2 separate regions of the Anas platyrhynchos genome follow, and region 2 is linked to region 1. The links are chromatin contacts, called in public Hi-C maps. All regions are on one chromosome and are shown on one strand. Each heading gives the region's core, a stretch centred on a gene start, on an enhancer-like site or on the middle of the called end of the contact. The rest is flanking DNA. Distances are from core to core; before and after follow the strand shown.

Region 1 (7,603 bases), core at 1,745-4,244:
ACAAAGGACCACCCAAAAAGCAGACCATGTGTCTGAGAGCATTGTCCACAGGCTTGGTGCCATGACCACTGCCCTGGGGAGCCTGTCCCAGCACCCAACCACCCTCTGGGTGCAGACCCTTTCCCTAACACCCAGTCGGAGTCCCCCCTGTCCCAGCTCCATGTCGTTCCCTCGGGTCCTGTTGCTGTCCCCAGGGAGCAGAGCTCAGCGCCTGTCCCTCCACTCCCCTGTGAGGGAGCTGCAGGCCACCAGGAGACCTCCCCTCAGGCTGCTCTGCTGTGGGCTGAACAAACCCAGGGACCTCAGCCGCTCCTCATATCTCTTCCCCTCCAGACCCTTCACCATTTCCATAGCCCTCCTTTGGACACTCTCTAATAGTTTTATGGCCTTTTTATGCTGTGGTGCCCCAAACTGCATGCAGTGCTCAAGGTGAGGCTGCACCAGTGCAGAGCAGAGCAGGGCAATCCCTTCCCTTAACTGACTAGCAATACTGTGTCTGATGCACCCCAGGGTACAGTTTGCCCTTTTGGCTGCCAGGGCATGGTGCTGGCTCTTAGTCTACTTGCCATCAACCAAAACCCCCAGATCCTTTTCTACGGGGCTGTTCTCCAGCTTCTTATCCCCAGCCTGTACATATATCCAAGGTTGCCTCATCCCAGGTGCAGAATCCAGCACTTGCTGTTGTTAAATTTCATGCAGTTGGTGATTGTTCAGCTCAATAATTTGTATCTCTCTGAAAGGCCTCTCTACAGAGTCAGCAGCTCCTCCCAGTTTAGCGTCATCTGCAAACCTTCTCGGTATACCTTCAAGTCCTGCATCCAAGTCATTTATGAAAACATTAAAAAGCACTGGCCCTAAAATAAAGGCCTGTAGTGACTGGCCGCCAGCCTGATGTAATCCCATTTACTAGAAACCTTTGAGCCCAATGTGTCAGCCAATTGTTCACCCATAGTATTATGCATTTATCTAGGTTGAATGCTGAACATTTTGTCCAGAAGTATAGTGTGCAAAACTGTTTTGAAAGATTTACTGAAATCCAAAAAGATTACATCAACTGGCTTTCGTTGATCACCTAGATGGGGGACCTTGTCATAAAAGGAAATTAAGTTTCTTAAGCAGGACTATCCCCTCATGGACCTGTGGCCAATGACTGCTATGTCCTTCAGGTGTTTTTCAATAACTCCGGGAATAATTTTCTCCATAATTTTACCAGGCACAGAAGTGAGACTGACAGGCCTGTAATTACCAGGCTATTCTCATTCTGAATCAGGTAAAGAACAGACTAGTGACAGTGAACAACCGTTATCTTGTCATCAGACTGGCAATTTTTTACAATGCTTGAACACTAGTGAACACCTCACTCACACATTTTATGGGGTAAATCCATTTTCTATTTAAAAAGACGAAAAAGATGATAGTAGAGAAGATTAATATATTTGAATTGTTAGGAACCTTATTTTCAGAAAGCCACAGTTTTGCACAGTAAATGTTAAGAAAACAGAATTGTGCTTCTTATTCTGAGCCATTTTCTGTGCAGTCGGTTAAATGCAAGGACAGATGAGGTCTGCAATTAGTTGTCCCAGACTGGGTTACTGTATGTCTTATCTAAATGAAATCATAGTTGCTGACCCATCTGTTAATTCACATTCCTTCCATCTGAACTTTGTCATTAACTATGTCACAAAAAGTCTTAATTCCATTCAGTGTTTGATTTTATGGTGGAAAAAATAACTTGTCCATTTTATGGACTCAAAGATATGCCTCTGTATCATCAGATAGATTCTTACTTACAGGCTGAGCAGCAGCCCTGATGGACAACACCTGGTTTATTGGAGTGGACAGATAGGAGTCAAATATGAGCCAAGACTGTGTTCTGGCTGTCAGTATGGCAAACTGCATAGTGGGCTACAATAGGAGGAACGTGGACAGCACGTTGTTGGAAATTGTTGTCCTCATCTAATCGTCTACTAACAAGGTGAAGTAACCATGGATTGTGGCCTGGGATGTTCAGGATGCACATTAGGATAAACTTCTTTATTAGGCTTGATAATGCAGCACTGGAGATTGAGTCCAGGAAGGTTGTGTTACCTCTTGATTTTCAAAGCTCAGATAGCCAAAATCCTGGCTGACCATGTAGTGCTGAACAGAGCTCCAATTTGAGCAGGAAGTTGCGTTACAGACCTCCAGAGATCATAGAATCATCATAAAATGGTTTGGGTTGGAAAGGACCTTAAAGACCATCTAGTTCCAACCCCCCTGCCGTGGGCAGGGATGCCACCCACTAGATCAGGTTGCCTGAGGCCTTATCCAGCCTGGTCTTGAACACCTCCAGGGGTGGGGTTTCCACAGCTTCTCTGGACAAGTTGTTCTAGTGCCTCCCCCACCCTCTGAGTCAATAATTTATTCCTTATATCTAATCTAAATCTCCCCTCTTTTAGTTTAAATCCATTCTCCTTCATCGTGTCATTATCTGAATGAGCAAAAAGTTGCTCTCCATCTTTTTTACAAGCCCCCTTGTAAAGGTATTGAAAAGATACCTTCTGGCCAACATCCCTATGAGTTTGTGATAAGTCCTGTGAAAAAGAAAATTCTGCCTGCATGAAATGAAAGTTGGCAAAGTTTGGCTTCACTTAGTACAGGCCATGAGTATTTTTCATGTGCTTTAGGAATTATTCCAAATACAGTGACATAATTCACACAACTCTGGACTGCACAATGGGTGCAAAAAATAACTGCTATCATTTTGGCTGTTGGTAGATACCTATAGGGGCACAAATTTAAATAAGAAATGTCTATGAAGCCCCTACAATCTTCATCCCAGGCTACTTGCTGATACATGCTCCATAAACAAGATTAGAAAACTCTTTTGTTCTTTGAGTTTATTAAATGGTTCTACAGCAAGTAGCCCATGAGTCACAAGAAGGAAGTGGTCAGTCACCACAGCCTTCTCTTGCTCTCCTGGCACTGTGCAAAGATGCATCATACCCTTGGTTTTCCTCTTCTTCTATCAGTGCCTGCATCTGTACTTGTAAAGAAAACAATGTCAGAGCCTGAATGCTTTCCCGTAGTCATCTGTGGAATTATTGGTGTCATGCCTGATGTGGTTTTTGTCTTTACCAGTCAGTGTTCTCCCAAGTGTGGCTGTGGTTTTGAGGACAGTACAGGCCTTGGGTGGTTCCTTGAGGTCACCCTGTTATTGAGGAAAAGGTACTTTAAGTTTATAGACCTTAGGTACTAGACACATTTTTTATTAGTATGCTTTTTGCAATACAAAAATGTCCAGAGTTGTGTGTGTGAAGTAAGAGAATCTGGTTTCTCAGGTTACTCACTATACATAAAGAAGATTTGGTCAGTGGCAAACATCGAAGTATTGTTAATAGATTCAAGTACCGTAAAAACTGCTCATTTAGTGTCTCAGATTAAAGAGCTTGCAGATGTCCTTCTGATTAAAACCAAAGTGTAATGATACACGTTTTTATCTACAGTGCATTTTGTTTCTAGTACCCTTTGATGCCTCCCAGATGCTCTATTTGGTGAAAAAGCAGAGATTCTCTATTTACCCTCTCCATGCCACCCTTGATTTCTCTATCTCTTACCCTTTTCCCAACTGTCTCATCACCAGGTTTTGTCATCCTAAACTATTCTACTTCTTTTTAGAAGGGCCACTGTGAGGTAAAGTCGTCCTTGCTAGGTTACTCTGTACCTTTTCACTCCTGCTGTACCCTTTCAGTCATGCTCTTGCTATTCATAACATACATATTGATTTTGCACAGTGGCATAGTGACATTTTTTTGGTAAAACCACCACACTTGTTCAGTATTAATTTCCTCATAATTCATGGCATTTCTTTTCATTTTTTGATCATTGTTCAGCACTGAGTTGATATTTTCATGTAACTACCTATTATATCTCTAAAACCTCATTCCCTAGTAGTAATAGCCAATTTGGGGCTATCATTAAAATTGTATGCAAAGTTAGGATTGTTTTTTTATGTATCATTTTACACTTGTTTACATAAATGTGATTTCCTCTGCTCTTTTAGTGCTTAGTCACTCAGCCTCCCGAGGCTCTTCTGTGGTTCATTTTCAGCCCTCATTCTTACTCGGATGGAAGCATCGGCAGCAAACCATGTCACCTTCTGAGTCACCCCCTTGTGGTCATTTTAGACAGATGAACACCTTGGATGTAAGCACAGGTCCTAGAGATGCTCCTGGTTGTCTGTGACAGATAGAGTTTATTCCTATGTCTCCTATTTTTTTAAATAATTGCTAATGACACTTAGTCCTTGTCAGTATACTTTATTTAATTGTTTCAAATGTCTTCTTTGAATCTAGATGGACTATGTTAACTTTTTTTTTTCTTTTTTTCTTGACCATATGATTCTTGATTCTATCAAAGAAAAACAACAGATCTGTGAGGTTCTGTGAGGGAATGTAGTAGTTTTCTTAAAGTATAAGAATTTCTATCTTTATTCTGTATTGCTGTTGTCAGTCATTTACAGGAAACAGATATTGTCTATGCTTATTGTATATAGAGATGTATTAAATGATATGAATGGAAATGAACTCCTGGAAACATGCAGAAATTTTTTTTCTGACATATATAATTGTTTTGCTTTGTTTTCTTTAATAATCCTGTGATAGAATTGCAACAACATATACATTGGATATCTGCCATTCACAGTTTCCTCTGTCAGGAAATATTGTTGTTGTGAGTTATATTTTCTCATTAAAAAAATCCTGAGTAGTTACACAGAGGCAATTACTCACTGGTAAAGAGATGTTATTACTTTTTTTCCTATTCCATTGCAATGAAGATATGCAAAATATAAAGCAATGCTACAGAATATCTGTTTTGACTGAGCAGTAGCTTGTTCTGTAATGTGAATAAGAAAGTAGAGGACTCTCATGACTGCAAAAGAATTAGAAAAATAAATCCTCACAGGCTCATTGTGGTTGAGTCATTAAATCTTCAGTCTTTATTATGATGAATTAACTGTAGAAAATGAAATGGCAGACATTACAGAGCTCAGGTGTGGAATGCAGAGCAGCCCCCTGTGTGTTCCAGCAAGCAAGCACCTACTCTGCAGAAGAAATTACTTGACCTCAGGCCTGGCCATTGACCTACAGAGCCATTTATCTTGAATGGTTAAATGCCACTACCATTAATGGAAATGAGTACATAGAGAGAACTAGAACTCTCCCACATCTGCTCACAGCACTTGCGATGGTCAACCATGAAAATATGTTGTTTATTTCCTCTGAAAGAGGTGGGAAGGAAGCTGGAGAATGTACTAAGCTGCTCTGAGTCCATTCTGCAGGCTTGTGGTGATGATGAATAATTGCTAGATACTATCGGACTGCTCACACGTGGAGTTCAAGAACAATCTCTCTCTGATGTTTTTTATCATCAGCCTAAACCAACCTGGTGGTATAGACTCAAGTACTAGAAAAAGGTGGATGATGCACTGCTCTATCTATTAGTTAATCCATACGACAATGCTGCTGTTTCTGTCCTGTTGGCTCTGTGCTTGGACAAGGTTAGTCCAAGGATGAAAAACAGCTGTGTGAAACAGAACCCCTGCAAGAATCATGAAGTGAGGAAAGGCTTTCTGAAGAGTGTAAAATGCAGTCTACTTTGGAGTTAGTCAATCCACATCTGTAATTGATCAACTGAATCTATAATTTAGAAGTCCTTTTGCATTCCTTGATTGTGCATTCCTTGATTGTGCTAAGTTCGGACATAGCATTACCCATGAGTAATGCTTTGTATGAGCTTTGATTGGCTAGAAGACCCCATCTCATGCTGGCAGACAGTGACACGTTACTCAGTTATTCATGCTTCACTTGCTTCCTGGCTGGACTACAAGAGTCTGATGTATTTGGTCACCAGGCTTTTCAGCACTTAGAACAATTCACCTAGAATAAAAAGCCCTCAGCCATGCTGTTTATTTTGAGAGTATCAGACCTGTCCTCAGCTGTCTACAATCTCTTCCAGCAAAGAAATAAAAGGCAAGATTTGGTCCTTCTCATCACAGCAGGGTTTCCCACAATGGCCAAAAAGCATCTAGAGCTTCGTGTTGACAACTGCACTCATCTGTCTTTGTAGACCATTCCCTTTGCTCCCAATCTCCACCTCAGTAGGGGTAAATGCTGTCATAAAAGTTGTCTGTCCAGGAGACAGAATGTTCTTGGAGACCACTCTGGGATTGTGAAATAAATATCCTGGGATATAAGGACAGTCACAAATCGGACCTTCCATGCAAAGAACAAGACATGTTTATTTGACTTTGCTAGCAAAAAACACCAGGACAACATAAATATTTATAATCAAGCCATCTCTACCAAAAGATGACACTTCACTGCCAAAGCATCTTCCCTTGGGATGAAGATGAGAGAACAATCAGCATGTGCAACAAGCAAGAAGTCCTGCTTTTTAATGTATTTTGGATGACTCTCTAATGCCATGCTAATGAGAGGCATAAAGAACTCTTGCAAAGCAGAGCAGAAAGGCACTTAGAGCCTAGTTCCCGTGCTGTAAGCTGGTCCTGATGCAACCTTGACACCTGCTTCTTTGAACAATATGTAAATGGCATCGAGAAAGTAAATGCCAGCTTAAAGTGCACTTGGTTCTGCCATTTGAACATTTGCAATACTGGCAAAGGGCATGACATACAAACTCATCATTTTTCTCTTGTTAAAGGTTTTATGGTTGAGAACCAAAGCCTGCCAAGAACACCCCCGGCTTTTCTCTGTGCTCAGCCCCCAAATCCTTACTCAACGAACTCCAGTCTCTGCTCCCTCTTCCAGATGCCTAATTTTTTGTCAAGCTAACAGCTTTCTTATCCATGACAAGAGCTCTTAGGTAGACTTAAGAAACACAACAACACACAAACTAAAAAAGTGATTGTCATATTGACTGCAAAACCTAACAGTAATTACAAAACCAAAAGAAGATAGTGCCTGCATTTTTATTTTCCACCTTTTACAAGAATTCATCTTCTTTCATCTTCTACTTCTACAGAATTCAACAGAAAATTAATAATATTTAACATTTAAATTGTAAGGCTGTTTAGTGATAGATAGAGTTGTGTGCACTTAGAAGAAAAATGTAGAGTGGAACCCGTCTTGGAAACCTGGTGACAGAGATTCCTGTCAGAGTTTCATATCTCATTTTCCCTCATGTATAAATAATTAGGAACTCTGTCTCTCTACTGGAACACTTTTTTTTTTTTTTTTTTTTTTTTTTTTTTTTTTTTAGTGGTCATTTTTACCACTGCAGACAGTGACAGGCAAACACAAGGTATAATTGGCATTTGTTACTCTTTCTCTGCAAAAACGTAATTGCACTCTCCCCGCAAAACATTCATAGTTTAGCTGATAGTTTCACAGCTTCATCTGCTTAATTAACTTAACTCATATGGAGTTTCACTGAGCAATAAAGGCCAGACTGAAGATCACACAACTGGAGCCTTACATAATACAGAAGGTATTAAGTCTAGCCACCATTAATTTAAGCTTATTTTCTTTTAGACTCTTAAGTAAATTCCAGAGTCACCACAGCATCTTTCCTGGCACTCTTCTTGTTCTTTGTATGTTCTTAC
Region 2 (7,603 bases), core at 2,861-5,360, 120 kb before region 1:
AAAACTTTCCTGTTGCTCTTCACATCTCTCACCAGATTCAGCTGAGATGGGCTTTGGCTTCTCTAAGCCCATCTCTGTATGTTTTGACAGTGACTCTACATTCCTTCTGAGTGAAGCCTATTAAAAACAAAAAAAAAAAAAAAAAAGAGAGAACATTGTTATGACAGGAGCTTCTGATGTTCCTACACCTTGAGTACCTTGCAGAGTTGTTACTCCAGCTTGAAAAAGAATCCAGTAAAATTGACAGAGACATCTGCACTGCTGATTATGCTTCAAGAGTGGGTCTTGGCCATCCAGTACTTTTCTATCAAGAATAAGAGACAATTTGAAGGGCACTGGGTTTTTCACAGACTCAGTGGTATCAATAAGCACAAAACACCGAGTTTCTATCAGCTTAATCAATATGTTATCTAGACTTGCAAAATAAACACAACACTTGTGAGCATCTAGGAACTACGAAAAACTTTTTTTTTTTTTTTTTATTTTATTTAATGGTATTCTTTTGAAGACCGGAAAAAAACCTCTAAGGTCTGATATTAACATGAGGCGTGCCAATGGCTTTATCTGACAGTTTATCTTATGTGCCCTCAGCTAATCATTTTAAAAGGTAACTGGCTTATTATAACTTTTATAAGATTTACTGCTTATTAAAAAAAGCTATGCAACATGAAAAACAAGTTCTGGTTTTATAGCATAATCATTTTGACAAAGAAAATACAAAGGAAGGTTATTCCAACATTTACCTTATTATTTTTTTTTCCCTCAATTCAAGCAGGCATTTTATAGTTCCACTAAAGAGGGACAGAAGAGCAAGAAACAGTTAAGCTTAGATATGCTTTATAAAACATTAATTTCAATGAATGAACAACCCAAATACCATAAAGACCTACAGAATCATCTCAAATTCACATAGTTGCTCATTTCCAGGATTTCACGGGGCTGAGAACAGATGTGTGTCAGAAACCAGGAAACTGGCTCAATTCCTTTGGGATTTTTTTCCAGAATGGAAGCAAGGGGGAGGAAGGGGAAAGAAGAAAAACCATTTGACCGAAATATCACTCTTGCTCTGTCTTAAAAAGCAGTAGAGTTTTTGAGCAGAATGACAACATTAGCTACAGCAGTCAGGTCTTCATAGTTCCAGACAAGGGCTGAGATCTAGACAGATCTATAATTATTGGTTTTGATAAATTAAGGATCAGAGCTCTCTGTCTCTAGCATTGCCTAGAGCACTTCCTCTCCCAGACATGTTACAACCAGATTAGGAAAGACAGTAGATAAGACAAACAGTGCAGTCACGAGCAGAGAATTGTTCAATGATGTACACTTCAAGCACTGGCAAAGTATCATTATCACTGCTTTAAAAAGTCTTCATTTTCACTGCTTTCAGTATCTTACCTGGTACTGACCCATTAAGAAGGGAGCATAATTTTTCCCCTCATCCGTTTTTTTTTTTTTTGTATCTATGTATCTCCCTTACAACTCATACGTATATATTTTTAATTCCCATTTTACCTCCAAGATCTAAGATTTTTCTGTTCCACACAAGATGTTCTTGTAATACTTCAGATACTGCAGTTTACAAAATACCAACTAGCAAGTCGCAACAAACACCTGGTAGCATGGAGAGTTTATAAAAGCACAGGTTGTTAATGTGTCTATCAACTTATGCTCAGGAGTCTTAGAATGACAAGAAGGTCTCTTGTGTCAACAGGGAGATCAGGTAGGTTACATGTTCCAATTCAAAAACAACAAAACTACTTCTAAGAACAGGAAAAAAAAAACACACACACACACTGACACTCTGCATTCATTTATGAAGAAAAGTTTAAATACAAAAACTGAATTAGTCTAAAGAACAATTCGTATTTCATATTTGGAAACACCAAAAAACATTAGGTACAAAACCTCCCAAAAGCAGTCTTTTTTTTTTTTAATTATTATTATTTCAAAACAACTATTTCTTTTGCTTGTCCCATTCCCCATTTTTTCCCCCTAAATGAGGCAGTGCACCGGAGATCAACCGGAAAGAGTCATATTCACCAATATCTCGATCCTTGCCTCTCTATTCCCCTCCATGGTTTAAAAAGCCCCAAAGTCTAGTTAAATGTCTTTATTTGTAATCTTCTTATAACAAACTGACTTTTTTTTTAAATATAAAAAGAGCAACAAAGTCTTTGGATCACAGAGGGGCTAAACCCATCACACTTGCAGGGAAGGTGGGTGGAAAGACAAGATGCGAATAAAAAAAAAAAAAAGGAGTCATCTTCAGTTTTTTCCTAGAGGCTCCCCTTAAGGGCCCTGAGGCTGGGCAGCAGCTGGGCAGCACTGAGGCGCTGCTCCACGTTGGCCTTCCAGCAGCAGCTAATAATGCTCCTCAGCCTTTGGCCCGTGGGCAACTCGTGGAAAACAGCAGCAGCCAGGGAAGGGCGCAGGTTGTAGGCCACCACGGCATAGAGCACGTGCTGCCGCTCGCCCAGGTAGGGCTGCTCCCGCATGACCATCTGCCAGAGGGTGATGGCAAAGGAGTAGATGTCCGCCTTGGCCGTCACCCTCTCGCCCTTGAGGAGCTCGGGGGCACGGTGCGTGTAGGTGCCCCCGTGCTGGGAAACGTGGGGGCTGTGGGACAAGCCGTCCTCCAGTTTCTGGGAGCAGCCAAAGTCTCCGATCTTGCACACCCCTTGCTCCGTGATGAAGACATTAGCAGGCTTCAGGTCTAAGTGCACGATGCCCTGCGCGTGGAGGAAGGCCAGGCCCGTGGCGATGTCGCAGGCATAGCCCACGGCCTCCTCCATGCTCAGAGCCTTCCTGCCACACCCTCCTTCCTCATCCTCCCCCTGCCTCCACGCCTTGCCAGTGCCGTAAATAACGTGGTGCAGGGTGATGTTGCCCACATACTCCATGATGATGGTGCCCAGGCTGTTCTGGCTGGCAGGGGCACACGTGCTGGCGGCCACCACGCGCACCACATTCTCGTGCTGCAGCCAGGCGACGTTCAGCTCAGCCCAAAAGCTCTGCCGTGATGCCAGCCGGTTTTTGCTGCTCTTCTTCACCTGCTTCACAGCCACGGTCGCACCATGGTAGGTGGCTTTGTAGACAGACCCAAAGCCCCCAGAGCCCAGGGGCTGCAGGAGGCAGAGCTGGTCCCAGTCGATGGAGCACCAGGCCAGGCGCGGAGGCAGGCGGCGGACCCTTGGCGAGGGGGTTCCTCCCAAAAAGGCCTTCCCCTCTTTGCCGGGGATAACTAGGGGGCTGCTGCAGGGCCTCAAGTCCGCAGATGGGGAGAGCTCCAAAGGAAGAAAGTGATTAAAAGGAATAGGTGAGGGCATAATACGGTGCAGAGCACTGCAGGAGATTACTTGGACAAAGACTGGAAAGCTTCCCTGAGAGAAAGAACCCTGCACTGCCTTCCAAAGCCTCTTTTATCCTCTCCACAATTCCCCCTCCCACCCCCAGATGAACTGCATCTGTCACAGCTAGCTGAACCCCAATCAGGCTCACCTGAAAACATTCTTCTCTGACCCTGAAGTTAATCTCTAGAAAGTCACGACATATGGATTTTAAACTAAAATATATTAACTCACGTGTATTTCGCATAATTTCTAATCTCAAGAGAAAAGAAGGATGTTCTGTCCATTGAATGCCTGTAGCGAAATGCCCTGGCTGTAAGTAAACCACTGAGTGGTGAATGCGTTTCCCCTGGGCTCCAGGCAAAAACAATCATCGTCAGGTTGCGTTATCACAGCATCCCTGAATGGTTTGGGTTGGAAGGGACCTTAAAGATCACCTGGCTCCATTAAACAGCTCACAGTCATGTTCAGAGGAAGCAGCTGAGAATGTGAGTGCTAGCATTTGATTAGCCTGCACAGCCACAACTAAATTTAAAAGTGCACTTAAAGAGACCTGTTACTTAAACATGACTGGAGCAAGGGGACTGGTTTGGCTGCTTATGTGTACTTACACTAATTGCCTTAGTGTTTGGTGCCTGCTGTACTGCCCCAGCACCACAGCATCCTCATGGGACTTTTACAGCCGAAAGCTCTTGAATATCCCAGCAAGTGTCTTTCTGCACTTGCAGACAAGTATCTTGGAAAAATAGGTCCCTATTTTGGATCTCCTTGCCCTTCAAAACTGTCATCTTGGATGTCAGCTTTGCCAATACAGACCCTATTATGAGATTTCAAAGATATGTCATGCCTCTTTCCCCAGAGTTTAAATCTGGGCTTCACTGGCTCTGCAGACAGCTCCTGTGGCATTTTCCAGGTGTTTTGTTCCTTTTGGTTTGCTCCCTTGGGTATGATGCAGCACAGGTGCTCTGAGGGAGGAGGTTCCAGGGGTGCTCAGAAATGTGCAAGGAGATCTGGGGTCTCCTCCACCGTAAGAAGGGTTTAGCTCTTTACCTAAACAAGCAGAAGTAATGTCCCAAACAGGGCTGACCCTGCTTGAACTCTGGATCAGCTCAGCCAGGTGTCAAAGGCATCACCCTGTAGTGAATGAGGGACAAGATCTTCCCTGGTACTTGAATTTGTTATCTCAGTTCACAGGGAAGCCAGCTTGGACAAGAGATGAATAAAAATGGGAAACTTGGGTTATCGCCTAGCAATGGGAAACTGATTGGCTGGGGAAGATTTAGATAAATAGGTGCTAATGCATGGTAAGGGCTGTTACTGAGTTAGAGAACAGCGCTAGGGATGCGAGAGGTGGACTGGGGCACTGCTCCAGTGACGTTGATGGCACATCAGTTGTGCAGGGACACCTTGGGGCAAAGACCCAAGGAGCTTTAGTGTTGTTTTAAGCATGCCATGACGTAAGCAAGGTAGACAACAGGAATTTTACGCTCCTTTCCTGAGCAGCACAGTGATTTTATGTTTGCATGAAAAAGTCTTCACTTAGAATCCACACAGGAAATGTATTCTGTGCAGGTGAGTTGTGATTGCAACAAAAAGCTGCAATGAGCAGATCCGTCTACGCTGGTGAGAGGAAGGATTTTTAGGCTTATTTTCCAAGCCATTAAAGCTCTAATTCTGGCGCAGACTGTTGTGCCGTATAGTATATAAAAACAGCAGAGAGACAATCTTTGCTATTGCTCCATGAACTTCAGACTTATCATGGGAAAAGTGAACTTGTCACGATCTCTTTTCAGTAGACTGAGGTTGCAGAGAAGCTTAAGGGGGAAGTTGGTTGAGGGAGAGGCACTGGGAGAAGGAGGTGTGGACAAAGGGTCTGTGAGTGGACCTGTTAAGCAGGCAATTATAGAAGAATAATTATATGAGATTTTGATTGTTGCAGAAAATGGTAACAAAAATATGTTCATAAAACTGAGGGTTGGCATTAGGACTGCTCCCAAATTTCATTGCTTGAATTCTCATTTGGAATAATAGGGCAGATCTTTCATATATATATATATATATATATATATATATATATATATATTTTTTTTTTTTCAAACTCCATGTCCTTTTTTAGTGATTTTTTTAGTGATTTTCCTGTTTTCCTTTTCTGCTGAAACTTTTCTATTTCTCCCCTCTCGTGGCAAGGTTGTTGTATTGTTCTTTGGGAACCCACTGAATTTCTGAGCAGGAAGAGAGGCATTTTGGGGTCAAAACAGACTTACTGTAACCAACTGCCTTGTCCCAAGCTGGCTGCTGAGGGGAGCATCCAATCTCTTCCATTGTGAATGCAGTTAAAACAGATTTAAAATCAACCACGCTTTTATTCTTAATAAAATGTCTTTTCCTGTGTTCCCACTGATGACACAGCCCTGTTGCTTCCCATAAGACACAATCTTTGTGTCTTTTGGAGTTACAAAAGTAACACCAAAACACACAGCCTGCGTCCTGAGGGCTGCGATGTGACAGCAGCAATAACCCATGGCAGCGACCGCTACGTGCCAGGCTCATGTGTTTTATTCTCCAATAAAACACAGCTGGGCGTCCGATGCCGCAACAGCTGCCCAGCCTCATCCATGCCTCGAGCTGAGAGCCCACCCGCTTGCGTTTCAGCTATATATCAAGAACTCTTTGTTTGCCAGCACTGTCAGTTGCTACTGCTCTTTGGGGATCTGCAAAGCAGGAGGCAGACACCGAGGGCCTCCCAGTCTAACGCACGGGTACGGATGCGACACACCACAACAGATACGGACCAAATACCCGCGTCCCTTCTCGCAGAGCAGAGCTTGATTTTGATCAAGGTGCATCGCTGTTGTGCTTCTCAACAGCCACCTGTTTTTCTAAACCATGAAAAGGACCGGGGGTCGGCACTGATTTCAGAGATTTTAAGAGAATATAACCATGTTCCTCTCCATGATCACTGCTTTATTTATTCGTGCATTTGTTTGGGGTACAATGCACCAAACACGTCAAGGTCTTGGCATTCAGGGGATGCTAAGAACTGCTTTACAGCATAAAGCTAGCACAGTGTTTCTACTAAATTACTTTCTGATCATGCTAAGGGAGACAAATTTACCTCCTAAGTACTTTATAAATTAGTCTTACTCTGAAAGCGACATGGTTCCTTAGCCTGTGTCTCAGTGACTTCTGAGAGTTTTCTTTACCGGTTCTAAATCAAAGTTTTCTTTTTTCTTTTTTCCACTTACTGTCAGTCTCTGTGATCTCAGTTTGGGGTTTGGTGATGAACCTACATTCTTTCTCACTCGTTTCGCATTTTACAGTCCCAATGTTGCTTCCAGTCACACCCCATCAACCTCAAACCATACTCTGAGTTGCATGAAAGCAGTTCTGATACAATCAATTGCGCAGGTGGAAGCGGTATCATTATTTGAAGCCAGTCCATACACACAGCTTGCTCTGAAGGTAGGCCACCGATTAACCATTTTTTTTTTTTTTGACTGCAAGCAGAAGCCAGAAGAGAATCCAGGTTGTAATTTAGAGCGTGCTTGTTTTGGTGTGACAAATGACACCTCGGAGAAGCAAATACGAACAAGTTTCCATTAAAGCAGTCAGAGGTAAACCTAAATGCCAAGAGCAAATACATCTGCAAGAACTGTGATGCTACTCTACAGCACATCTTTAGAGCCATAATAATAAACATTTAAAAAGGTTAAACCCCAGTTTATAAATAATAAGATCAAGTTTCAAACACACATTGCCAAACAGTTGCCTGATACTGTTTTTTCTTCCCAGTATGATTACTCTGTGCTCAAGCATGAAGCAAAGGCTCTCCTTACCAGAAAGCTCTGAGGTTTTAACTGAACTGGCAAGGCAGGTGAGGTTTCAGGGTAATTTACCCCAATATCCTTGACCACAAATGGATCAGGGACAACAATTTGGGACCTGCTGCTGTGGATTAGTATCACAACTGCAGAAGAGCACCTCGAGACAAGCTAATCTTAGGTACGAAGATAATGAAGTGTGAAACACCAGCTCTGACCTGTAGCAATCAATAGTTTCTGGCAGTGCAAAGATGGGTGCCTACCCTGGCAGGTTTACTGCTATCATATGGCAGGCCCCTTATGCAGTGTTTTCAGCCACATTGGCCAAGAGCGTTTTTGCAGTCTTGCCCCTGTAGCAGTGCTGACAAACAGCCTTCCCGGGTCACGGGGAGACAACAGAGAGCAGTGGTGGAAATTGAGACTTGTAGCTTAGGG

Evidence for each region. A called contact is a pair of places that touch in the nucleus more often than the background predicts.
Region 2: a contact with region 1 is called in a Hi-C map of liver, with 4 times the contacts expected there. The contact joins the promoter of MOS here to the enhancer-like site in region 1. A contact is called at or near these places in 5 of 8 Hi-C or Micro-C datasets (F1 follicle, liver, skeletal muscle and 2 more).

What each region holds. Positions count from the first base shown.
Region 1 is chr2:40,067,137-40,074,739 of IASCAAS_PekinDuck_T2T, reverse strand. No RefSeq gene overlaps it. Among named protein-coding and RNA genes, the nearest start is that of SDR16C5, 22 kb to the left of the region's middle. Within about 2 kb of position 2,994, at least 2 of the 8 cell types and tissues checked have an H3K27ac peak or open chromatin away from gene starts, as enhancers often do.
Region 2 is chr2:40,185,607-40,193,209 of IASCAAS_PekinDuck_T2T, reverse strand. It overlaps MOS (MOS proto-oncogene, serine/threonine kinase), which reads right to left and starts at 4,110. Exons shown (of 1, transcript XM_005012118.6): 1 at 1,655-4,110. The coding sequence starts at 3,326. The coding sequence ends at 2,277.